Regions from separate parts of the Danio rerio genome. Here region 2 is linked to region 1. The links are chromatin contacts, called in public Micro-C maps. All regions are on one chromosome and are shown on one strand. Each heading gives the region's core, a stretch centred on a gene start, on an enhancer-like site or on the middle of the called end of the contact. The rest is flanking DNA. Distances are from core to core; before and after follow the strand shown.

Region 1 (5,564 bases), core at 1,396-3,895:
CGTTATGTCTGAATACAAACAGCATATTTTCTGTATTCGGCATTATATGTTCACGTCTATTATATGCACATTTATGATTTCTCTCTGAAAGTACACAGAAAAACAATATTAGCGAAGCCAGGAGTGTAACTAACATTTAGTTTAAAGCTACAGTATGCATGTCTTATGATTTATGTTGAAATGTATATAATATTTACATATTTGTGTACTAGAAATGAAGTTCTATCATGTAATGAATGCCCACTGTTTTAAAAGAGTTTAAGGGTAACACTTAAAATCTCCAAAATGGCCAAGTTCATAGTTCAACACGAATGATGGACTATGCAGTTATTACAGTATTTATTAATCTCTGTTAACTATAAATATTGAGCTATGATTAATAAGTGTTGCACAAGACTTTATTCTTAAATAGTAAATTTATTAATGTTATAACATTAAAAAGTGTTACCAGTTCAGATTTTATTTATGATTAAATGTAAGCTAAAAGCTAATTCTTTCTGTCAGAAATGGTCTTGAACATTGAAATGCTTTTTTTATATAACCACTACATTTTAAGTATACAAACCGTACAATTTTGTAGTATTTTCTATTTATATTTTGTGACATATACAGTCAAAGTCAGAATTATTAGCCCCCCTGAATTATTAGCCCCCTGTTTATTCCCTCCATTACTGTTTAACGGAAAGATTTTTCAACACATTTCTAAACATAACAGTTTTAATAGCTCATTTCTAATAACTGATTTATCTATCTTTGTCATGATGACGGTAAATAATATTTGACTAGATAGAGTTAGGTTAACTAGGCAGGTTAGGGTAATTAGGCAAGTTATTGCATAACGATGGTTTGTTCTGTTGACTCAAAAAAAAAATTATAGTTCAAAGGGGCTAATAATTTTGACCCTAAAATGTTTTAAAAAAAAATAAAAACTGCTTTTATTCTAGGCAAAATAAAACAAATTAGACTTTCACCAGAAGAATAAATATGATCAGACATACTGTGAAAATTTCCTTGCTCTGTTAAACATCATTTGGAAAATATTTTAAAAAAGAAAAAAAATCAAAGGTGTGGCTAATAATTTTGACTTCAACTGTAAGTGGTATACAAACGCATAAATGGTGAGATGTAATAAATTGTCATATTTTATTGTCTTGCAAATCGAAATTGGTCACATTAAGCATTTCGACAGTGTACAGTTGCCTTGGTTACCTCAACTTGCCAACGTGACTATTGTTAGGTAAGGTCTATTTGGGGGCAGGTAAAAACCTGTGCTTGTAAACTTATTATATTACAGCTTTTTAACACTCATTTTGAAATCTGTACTTGTTTAAAAAATTTATGTCATCCTTCCTGTAATTTGAACAATATATATATATATAAAAAAAAACATTATACACATATAATCAGGGGCGGCTTTAGTGATTTGGGGGCTCTAAGCAACTCCAGCCATGGGGCCCAAGTCCTGAAAGGCACTCTTTCTACTTTTATATAATTTTAGTTATTTTGCTGATTTTATTTTTGTCAATCAATCTTCTTTTCTACGTTTTATCTTAATGTTAGTTGTAAATTAATTTTAAGAAAACTAACCATTTAAAATGTAGAGCTTACATTAATAAATATATATTTGAAGAGTTCAGATGCAAAAAAAGTGCCATCTGAAATTTCAATCTAAAATGAACATTTTTCTCAGCCTCCTTTGTTTATGTTGAGATGTTTTACTTTAAAGACCAGGAAAATGACTTATTCTTTGCCATAAAAGTGATATTACAGAACATACACACAAGAGCCTGATGAAAATACACATTTTAGAAGAAACTTTCAGACGGCATTTAGAGGTTTTTGTATCAAAACTCTTAAATTTATAAATTTGACTGCTGTATTGCTACATGTATTTTATTTTACAATATATAATTACATACCATTACACTAGTATAATAATATTATGTTTTATTGTAAATTACTATCTATCCATCCATCATCCATCATCCATCATCTATCTATCTATCTATCTATCTATCTATCTATCTATCTATCTATCTATCTATCTATCTATCTATCTATCTATCTATCTATCTATCTATCTATCTATCTATCTATCTATCTATCTATCTATCTATCTATCTATCTATCTATCTATCTATCTATCTATCTATTTGTCTATCTGTATATAATTTTCTTTACTTCCTTTCCCACTTATTTAAATATACTTTCAGTTATCTTGTATACATGTATGTGTAACCCTATGTATATGTATGTTCCCTGAGCTCCTATATACCACACACACAAAAATCCTTGTGTCTGCGCACACTTGGCGAGTTAATCTGATTCTGATTTCACTCTTTTAGATAATTTCTAATTGTTTAAACTGGTATTATTACTCACAATAATAGTTACAATACTCCCATAAAGCTGTTGTATGCATATCTTCATGCTTGGCTGGCGCACGCAAAAGACAAACAAACCATATTCTCTGTGATTGTAATAAATGTGCATAGATACATCGACAGGTGGTGCAACGGACCGGTGTTTAAGACTACAGACTAACTGTATATTTCACCATAAAGGCTTGGAGCGCGCTCAATGTCGCCGCCTGGCCGCGGCGCGAGATAAACGACTCTGGCAGTGTGTTGCGTTCCCGGAGACTCAAAACGAGGCTGCGTCTCGATGAGGGCGCGCGGACTGCATTCCTCCTCATTCATGCCGTACTGAGACTTCACACTCGGAAAGTGCACGCGGAGCTTTACACACTGCTGCCGAGGAAATGTACTCAAGTTTGAGATTTTACGCATGGCGAGGATAATAAACCAAGGCATCAAGAGCACAAGTGAGTATCCTCGGCTCTTTACGCACAGGCGCTACTTTTCCATGCAGTTTTGTCTGGAGGAAAATGCAGTTTTTTGGGTGATCAGATGTGCGTCGCGCGCTGTTTTCTTCAGCGTTCACCGTGAATGTATCGATACTTGATTGCGACGGAGCAGCAGAGCAGTGCGATGTGGTCATTTTAAATGCGGTTTGACACCTCGGCGTCTATTAACTGACGCATTAAACAAGCTGATGTCTGTGCTGAGCTGCAATAGCGGATGACTAACTTGGTTAGATTCCCTGTGGTTTAATTACTGAAATAAGTAACATGCAGGTTATGTGGGTACAGGGGCGTTCTCTGGGAATATGCAGAATGTAAGCGATGCTTTTGCTGGATAGCTCAGCTTACCACTGCATATCACACTTTTAGGGATAAGCTTAACTGCTAGGGAGGGGTGTTGGATGCGTTTTTAAACACATAAACCAGGCTCTGTCCAGCTCCTCTCAATTGTTTAGTTATTTGGCTATTGGATTGTCAGTATCAGTGTGACAGTTATGTGGGTTGGCTGTCTGTAAAATCTCGCCAACACTGATTCAACCGGGAATTGGCAAAATTGGATGTAGGTTAGAACTGTCGGGCTTGCATTGGAGAGGAAGAAATTTAGACCAATTTCTCATTTGCAATTTAACGCGTGGAGTATCTACTTATGGCATTCACATATAAACCTCTATCAGATTATAAAATCTTATACTACTTATATGGCGATTGAATGACCTCTTATGTGAAACAGGCTTTGGCTTTTTGTTAGGCGGGCAACTGTTAGATAGTCGAAGATTATGTGTGTTTATGTGTATGCACGAGATTCTCTGCTTTATTTCACTGAGGATGTCAGTAAAGTCTGCTTTGTACTTGAACGTATTGTTGCGCTTTTTTAAGAACAAAGAGGTAATCTGGTATGTGCTTGTTGTGAGTGAACTGAAAGATTGCGTTTCTCAGCTTTCTAGCTTGTCCATCTACGGAGGATTGGTTTTTCAGACGAAGGAGCTTCACACTAGGAAGAATGCATTTTTTTTATTAAAATGAAAGTTTTAAACGGAGAGCTCAAAATTAACCATGAACATTTATCGACATTTAGTCATTTAAACGTAGACTTCAACCACAGTCAGCATTTAGCACTCGAATCTGGATTGAGTATTTTCTAACTGCGAGTGCGCGTCTTCTGTTCAAAAGTTACATGTTTTATGTAAACATCCTATTCCATGCTTATTGAAAACCTGTTGTTTGTATAAAACGCATCCCTTATGAACAGAACCGCTAGAAAATAGTAATGTTTATATTTTGGTAAGTTATTAAACCTCCGTTTACGGTTATTTTGTAGCGATGGACATTCTAGGGGTTTTAATCTATTTCATAACTGTTTTCTATCGGATTCACGGTCTATATGCTTCATTTACCAGGCTAATTTTGATGAAGCAATATTTGTAAATATGATTATACCTACAACAATCTGTTGACAAATGGTGTGAAGAATAAAACAAAACGCATTCAGTCGCTCAAATGTTTGTTTACAGACTTTCTGTCAGCAGACTGAATGCATTTATTGACATTAAATATTCTGCATTAAGTGAATCATAATGTTAATGTTTTGCATTTTGGCTAACCATATATACTAACATGAAATACTCATTTGTCTCGATTTATTAAAATAACCAGCCATTCTGTTGACTGATCGAATTGTGTTTTGCATTCAATGTAAGAGCTATTCTTGAATTAGACACCCCGCCCCCTTTTTCTTATATAGATATTAACGTTAGCTACAACTAATGAACTAAATTGTTTTCCCAAAATAAACCACTTAGTTTGCATTCAGTCTCTGGTAGTTTGATGCAGTTTGTGTTATGAAGTGATGCTAGAGTATCAATCTCAACGTTACAGGCTTAAATGTCCACCTTTATGTCAAAGCAGTTCACCTCAGTGGGAAACGAAGTGCACCATGTCAGAATTAATCTCACTTTGAGTGGTTCTGTTCGGCGCACTCGGCCTTTGCTGTGATTGACGGATGTTTTAAATATCCCTGACATTCTCACCTTCGAGCTTGTCAGTGCCAGCCTCCTCTTGTGTCTTTCTGTCGGTGTGGAGTGGGCTTTATTAAAGGTCCGTGCCCACTTTACATGAGGCGTTGCGTGTAGACACCTTTGGCGCCTTTTTCCACTTTAATAACATCTATGGCGTTTACAGGACGTCACAGTTCTAGTCACAAGCTTGCATGGCATTTATAAATGAGAAGACTGCGGCTAGCAGTCACACTTTGTGGCTTATTGCTGGGAATGTTACCAGAAAATCATTGGTTGATTTTATTTTATTTATGTTTTATGACTGAAGCTGTGTTGAACTCCATTGGCCAATAGTGGTTTAGTGTTTACTGTTTACCAAGCAAGTTCTAAAATGAGTTATTGGAAGGAAAGAATGTTCAAATGAGACTAAAGTAGGTTCTTGAAAGAAAAATATAAAACTTTAGACATTTGAGTTATTGCCAGTGGTGGTAAGTACCTTCCATACTCAAAATCTTGCCCACAAGCATCTCTTCTTCACATTCTTCCGCTTTAGCTACCAGTTTGCTGTTTCATGTTTTACTTTTTTTGAATAGACGACTTTCTCATTACTTGCCTTTTTAGTTTGCTTCAATATCACTTCTAGGACAGACAATGATATCTTTTTGATTGAGTTTATCATAAAACACAAGTTTATTTAATTTACTTTT
Region 2 (5,739 bases), core at 2,309-4,808, 170 kb after region 1:
AGGTTCAATTCTAAACTTTGACACCGGAAAGGTAGAATGTATATATTATTGTAAAAAGGCTTTAACATTACTTGTGAATTTGTAAATTATATTGCAATGTCCAAAAGTTACTGAGGTCATCTCTAAGTATTGCACGATAAGTTGATTTATTGATTATTGTGACAGGCCTAGTATTTCTACACTATTGGTATTTATTTTTCCTATCCTCCAAGCTATTATTTTTTTGACAGTCATATTTAATGTTTAGCATTAAAATAGTTTTACTGTTGTTTTACATTTTAAAGTAGATCAAATTTGAAATCAAATATTTTAAATTATAAATCTAAATAAAAATTAAGCCTTGTTGAATGTCTGGAAAGTTAAATAACACTATATTAAAATCTTAATAATTGATTATTTATATCTCTCGACCTGTGGCATGAATATAGTTGTTTTAGATGTTTAGATTTTTTTGTTTTTTATTTTAATTAATTGTATGTATATATTTTACCCATAGCTTTGGTCTCTTAGCTGAAGCATCAACTACTGTACATTGTTTAAAAGTGCACATTACAATATCTATTCGAACACAATTCATCATCCTTCGATTACATAACGGATATTCCTCGAAAGTGAGCTCTGAACGTCATGCGGCTGTGCTTTGGCTGTGGGTCGTGTTGCGTGTTTGGCCCGGCTGGCTTGTTTTGGGTTATTCCCATGTGTCAGTTTGTCTAAGATTAATAGAAGCCCAGTGCGCTTTGCCTCAGGCGGCCTCTTCCTCGCAGGCTTCCTCATGGCCATTCATATTCATTTACAACCTGCGTGTGGCACCACAGGAGCGAAGCCTGAGTGACACATACACACAAACATGTATGTACACTACCATGTGTGACTGCCAGGTTATAGTAGCGAAACACTCATACACAGAGATCCTATATTGAGATGCCAAGCATGCTTTTAAGAACAATGAAGAAAATAAAATCGACATTGGTGTTTTGAAGCAATTTGTATCTTTGTTAATTGTTTTGTGGCGGTTCATTCTGCTGTGGCGACCCCTGATTAATAAAGAAACTAAGCCGAAAAATAAAATTAATGTATGAATAATTGTTTTGTTGTCTTCACTTCGTTTAAAAGTTGTAGTTCACTCAAAAATGTACTTTATTCATATATATATATATATATATATATATATATATATATATATATATATATATATATATATATATATATATATATATATATATATATATATTCATATTTATATATATATTCATATTTATATATATATATTCATATTTATATTCATATTTATATTCACATTTTAATGTGTACATTTTATAATATGCAATGGATTGAAAATGTATTAATGAGTTAATTAATTTATTTATTCATGTATACATGTTTTTACCCAAGGTTATTTGTGTTTTGTTTTGTCTCGTCTTGTGTTTTTGTTGTTTTATTTATAATTATCTTTACTTTGTTTTATATTGTTTTAGGGTGCTTTTACACCTGTGGATCGATTCTTTTGTTCCAAAACAGGAATTAAATTTGTTACAAGGTTTATTTTTGTTCTTGGTGCGGTTCGCTTTCACACGACAAAGTTTCTAAACAAGTCAAGTGTGCGTAAACTCTCCTCACATTGGTCATATTTGAGTTTCACGGTTTAGTTTTCAGCTGCCATGCGTCCTTATTTTAATTTATGACAATGAGCAATAAGGCATTATAAGCAGAGGTAAGACTTTTTCATACATAGCAGTTGGCTTATTAATTTACTGTACATTATAGAGAGAAATAACAGATAAACCAAGACTGCAGTTCAGTCAATTTTCCTAACAGATAAGCAACTCTCGTTAATAGTTAACCTGCTTTCACTTTCGTATTTGGCATGAAATGCTCATGCACCGGTAGTAATGACATCCCGCCTTACTCATAATTCTGTCAACATGTAGCCCTATGTATGCATATTACATATCCATAATACACTGTGATATAGCCTGGTTTGGATCGTATTGCTTTCTCACTACAATCGATTCACTCCAGAGTTTGTTTTAATCGAGCCGAGACCACCTCATTCAGGGAATCATGGACAGATTGTTTTGCAGTGAATCCAAGTGCGATTGCTGGATTCACATATGCCAAATGACCCGCCAGGATCCGAAACAAAACTGTAGGTGTGAAAGCACCTTAGAAATGCTAGTTTTCATTTACTTTTTTGCATCGTTGGTATGAGGCTTAATTTTTTCAGAGTCATACGTTTATTTTCATTTAGGCCCTGTACATGCTTTTACTAACTGTAACACTTCTATTTATTAGGATTTTGTTGGCCCCATCCCAATGCTAAATACAGGTGTGAAAGGGATGTAAAACATTTTGAGCTTGTCCATTTTCCACTAATTGGAAACTGTTAAAGACCGCCTTCTCTCCGGCTACTGAAGTCATTTATACACCAATTAGTAGATTTGAATAATCACAGTAAGCCAAAACCCATCCACAGACCCTTCCTCACTCAAAAGTGCACAAAAGGGACACATTTAAGTATTGAATGGTAATGTGACTCCTTTGTCCACTTGTGGTCGGATTGACTAAACGTATCTTAAGTGCAGGTGTGAATAGATCATTTGTCAGGTTTTCCATTATTTCCCCCCACAAAAAAAGAGCAGCTTCATCGTCCTGATCCCGAACACGTCAGAAACACATGAGGGAGAACCAAATGATACGAGGCTTTTCATTTTCATGTGAACTCTCCCTATATCACGGGTCTCCTCTGCGGTGTAGTCACATTTTTAACAACTCTGCTTTTACGAACGGCCATCAATCCCTCGGTTTTAGTGGTGCGCTGGACTTCTGAAGACGAGAGATGAAGAGGACGCGAGACTCCCGGCATTGAGCTCGAGTTCTGCGGTTTCCCCTTTGCTACCGGAGACCGGGATCAAGTTCGGCCTCAGATTAGATTAATGCCCGAGCTTCCTGTAATTGATGGATGGATTGATTCGAGCTCGTTTGTTAACCGTGTAGCATACGCTAAATGAATTGGAGGACGAGATGCGAGTCAGCAGAAGCCTGCTGTGGTTTCAGCGTTCAGCTCTTTCTCTTATGCTTCATTGTATAGGACCATTATGATCCCCTCGTTCCCCACGGACTCGACCAGAAAGCCTATAATGCATTAGATTTAATCCATCTGTAAACGGCCGGTGAATGAATGAGACACATCATTAGCGGTCTATCAGGTTACTCGGCTGCTTTCTTTACGCTCGCACAATGCATTTTAGCCCTTTGAAGGGCTTTCGAGGGGACAAGACAGTTGGTGAAAAGTTGCACCGAAAAGCCTTTTATCCTCGCGCTGAAAGTGCTTGTGGTTTGCCTGTCGTTTTTTGAAGGCGAGAAAAGGAGGTTTGGGTTTTTTTGGCAGGCTCTCGTCTGTTAGGACATTCCTCTCGCAACCACAAAATGACTAACTTTCCTGCTTTTTTTTTCCATTCGCTGTTTGTGTGGCTCATGTTTTCTCAGGGATTTCGACCTCCCCCCCCTTCTCGAATGGAGCTAAATGTCGTAACATCCATGTGGGAACATTTTGTTTGGCGTATATAAACAGGAGGTAGGTTCGAGTTTGGGAGCTTTATATCCCTCCAAAATCTCTCCTCCTCCCTCTCTTTTTGCTCAGCTTGTCAGGCCTCGCCGTAAACAGTCATAACTCTGCGCCCTTCTTTCTCACCCCGTTTTGCCATAGAAGTGCGGACGGCTCCAGGAATGTGGCATTGTGTGATTGCGTATGGCTGCTTTAAATGGCAATTTGAAGCTCTGGTGGCTCTGTAATTAGCAGCGCAGTCCCACTGGAGCAGGCTTATCGTTTCCTTTGTAATTACACATCTGAATACAGCGGTGTGCATGCATGCGGCAGGCCTCTCTTATCGCTTGTCGACGTGCTGAGTCGAGCCGGGCTCATTGCTGACCATGACAAAGGTTATTGAAGAAGAAGGCCGGGGTGAGGACGGGCTGTGGAAGGGGGTGATAGCAGTAATGGCAGCGCTCTTGGGTTAGAGATACGACTTTTGCCCTTCAAAGTGTCAGTTTTATAGTTTTGCTGGGGTATTAGGTTTGTGGTTAAGGTATTTTGGTGGACAGATATGATGAGTCGGGAAGTGATGGATGGGGCAGTGAGGTATTTTGCACTTTATGTGTTGATTGTGGTGGAAATTGAGGTCTGGAGAGTGTTTTGTAGATTAGTGCACTGGAAAAAGATTTTCTTCCTCAGTATTTTTACATTATTTATAAATACGTAAACATTCTTGAGACTTTTTTTTGGACGTAGAACCATATGTTGACTTTATTTTAACATTTACATTTTACATTATCGTTTTACTAGTTTATTTTAAAATTTATGTGTTGACCATAGTGGAAATTGTAGACTGGAGAGTGTTTTTGAAGATTAGTGCACCTCAAAAATAATTTCTTCCTTAGTATTTTTTTATTCTTATTCTTTAAGAATTTTATATTTATATTTATATATAAAATACATTTACCAATTTTTACTTGTTTCTCATTTTAAAGAGAAAATATTAATCATAAAATAAACTTAAAATTACAAAAAAGTCTCATTCTATGTTCTATAATTTATCAATTCTCATTTTATATTTTTTAATTCTGGCTTTTTTATTAAATTGTATTCTATTTTGTTTTTGCTTTATTCCTTCTCAAATTTCAAACACAATTTTGAGCTTATATCTAAAGCCAGACAAAATCTGCTGACATTTTTTGCTATTCCTGCAAAGAGTTTCTGTAAAAAATCTGCGGATTTTTGCGGAATGATTTTAGGAGTATCATTACTAAAAACGTAATATATGAAATAAAAAATAATACAGTTTTAACTTTTATTTAATGTTTACAAAGCAAATCAAATTAGGTATCACTTAGGTATCACTTATTTAGTAAACGGCGAGGCAGTAGCGCAGTAGGTAGTGCTGTCGCCTCACAGCAAGAAGGTTGCTGGTTCGAACCTCAGCTCAGTTGGCGTTTCTGTGTGGAGTTTCCATGTTCTTCCTGCCTTCGCGTGGGTTTGCTCCGGGTGCTCCGGTTTCCCCCACCGTCCAAAGACATGCGGTACAGGTGAATTGGGTAGGCTAAATTGTCCGTAGTGTATGAGTGTGTGTGTGAATGTGTGTGTGGATGTTTCCCAAAGATGGGTTGCGGCTGGAAGGGCATCCGCTGCATAAAAAACTTGCTGAATAAGTTGGCGGTTCATTCCGCTGTGGCGACCCCGGATTAATAAAGGGACTAAGCCGACAAGAAAATTAATGAAATGAATATTTGGTAAACAAAGCAAGTCTCACATATAATACTCAAAGACAGAACATACACCTTACAAACGGTATTAGAAACAAATTGTATGGACATTTTAATAATACTATTATTATATATATATCACAAAATATTAGTGAAATTAATAAAAAACTGAATAAATATAAATAAATAACTGAGCCTTTATTTGTCACAACACTGTTACATGCAGCAAAATTGGATGTCTCATATTTTATCTCAAAATTTTGTCTCATATTTGCTACTTTATTTTCTGCAATCGAGAGTTCTTAGGCTATATAGCAATCCAAGCTTTATTTCTCATAACCTTATTTCTATCTTGCAATTTCTAAAACAATCGTGAATTAATACTGGGCGATATGGCAAAAATGCAATCTTAATAATTATTTTCCTTACTGAACAATAACGATATATATTTCGATACAAGTTGTTAATGCCTCCAAGTTT

The links. Hi-C and Micro-C count contacts between places; a contact is called where the count stands out from the background.
Region 2: a Micro-C map of caudal fin shows a contact between it and region 1, with 2.4 times the contacts expected there. The contact joins the enhancer-like site here to the promoter of plxna1a in region 1. A contact is called at or near these places in 3 of 18 Hi-C or Micro-C datasets (caudal fin, embryo and an unstated tissue) and 1 of 4 datasets of contacts at active chromatin or transcription factors (embryo).

The regions. Positions count from the first base shown.
Region 1 is chr23:37,292,456-37,298,019 of GRCz12tu, forward strand. plxna1a (plexin A1a) reads left to right here and starts at 2,646. Exons shown (of 32, transcript XM_017353686.4): 1 at 2,646-2,824.
Region 2 is chr23:37,466,078-37,471,816 of GRCz12tu, forward strand. The region is part of intron 3 of plxna1a (plexin A1a); the gene reads left to right. Among named protein-coding and RNA genes, the nearest start is that of plxna1a, 170 kb to the left of the region's middle. Within about 2 kb of position 3,559, at least 14 of the 62 cell types and tissues checked have an H3K27ac peak or open chromatin away from gene starts, as enhancers often do. A contact at or near this core is called in caudal fin, where this site is marked.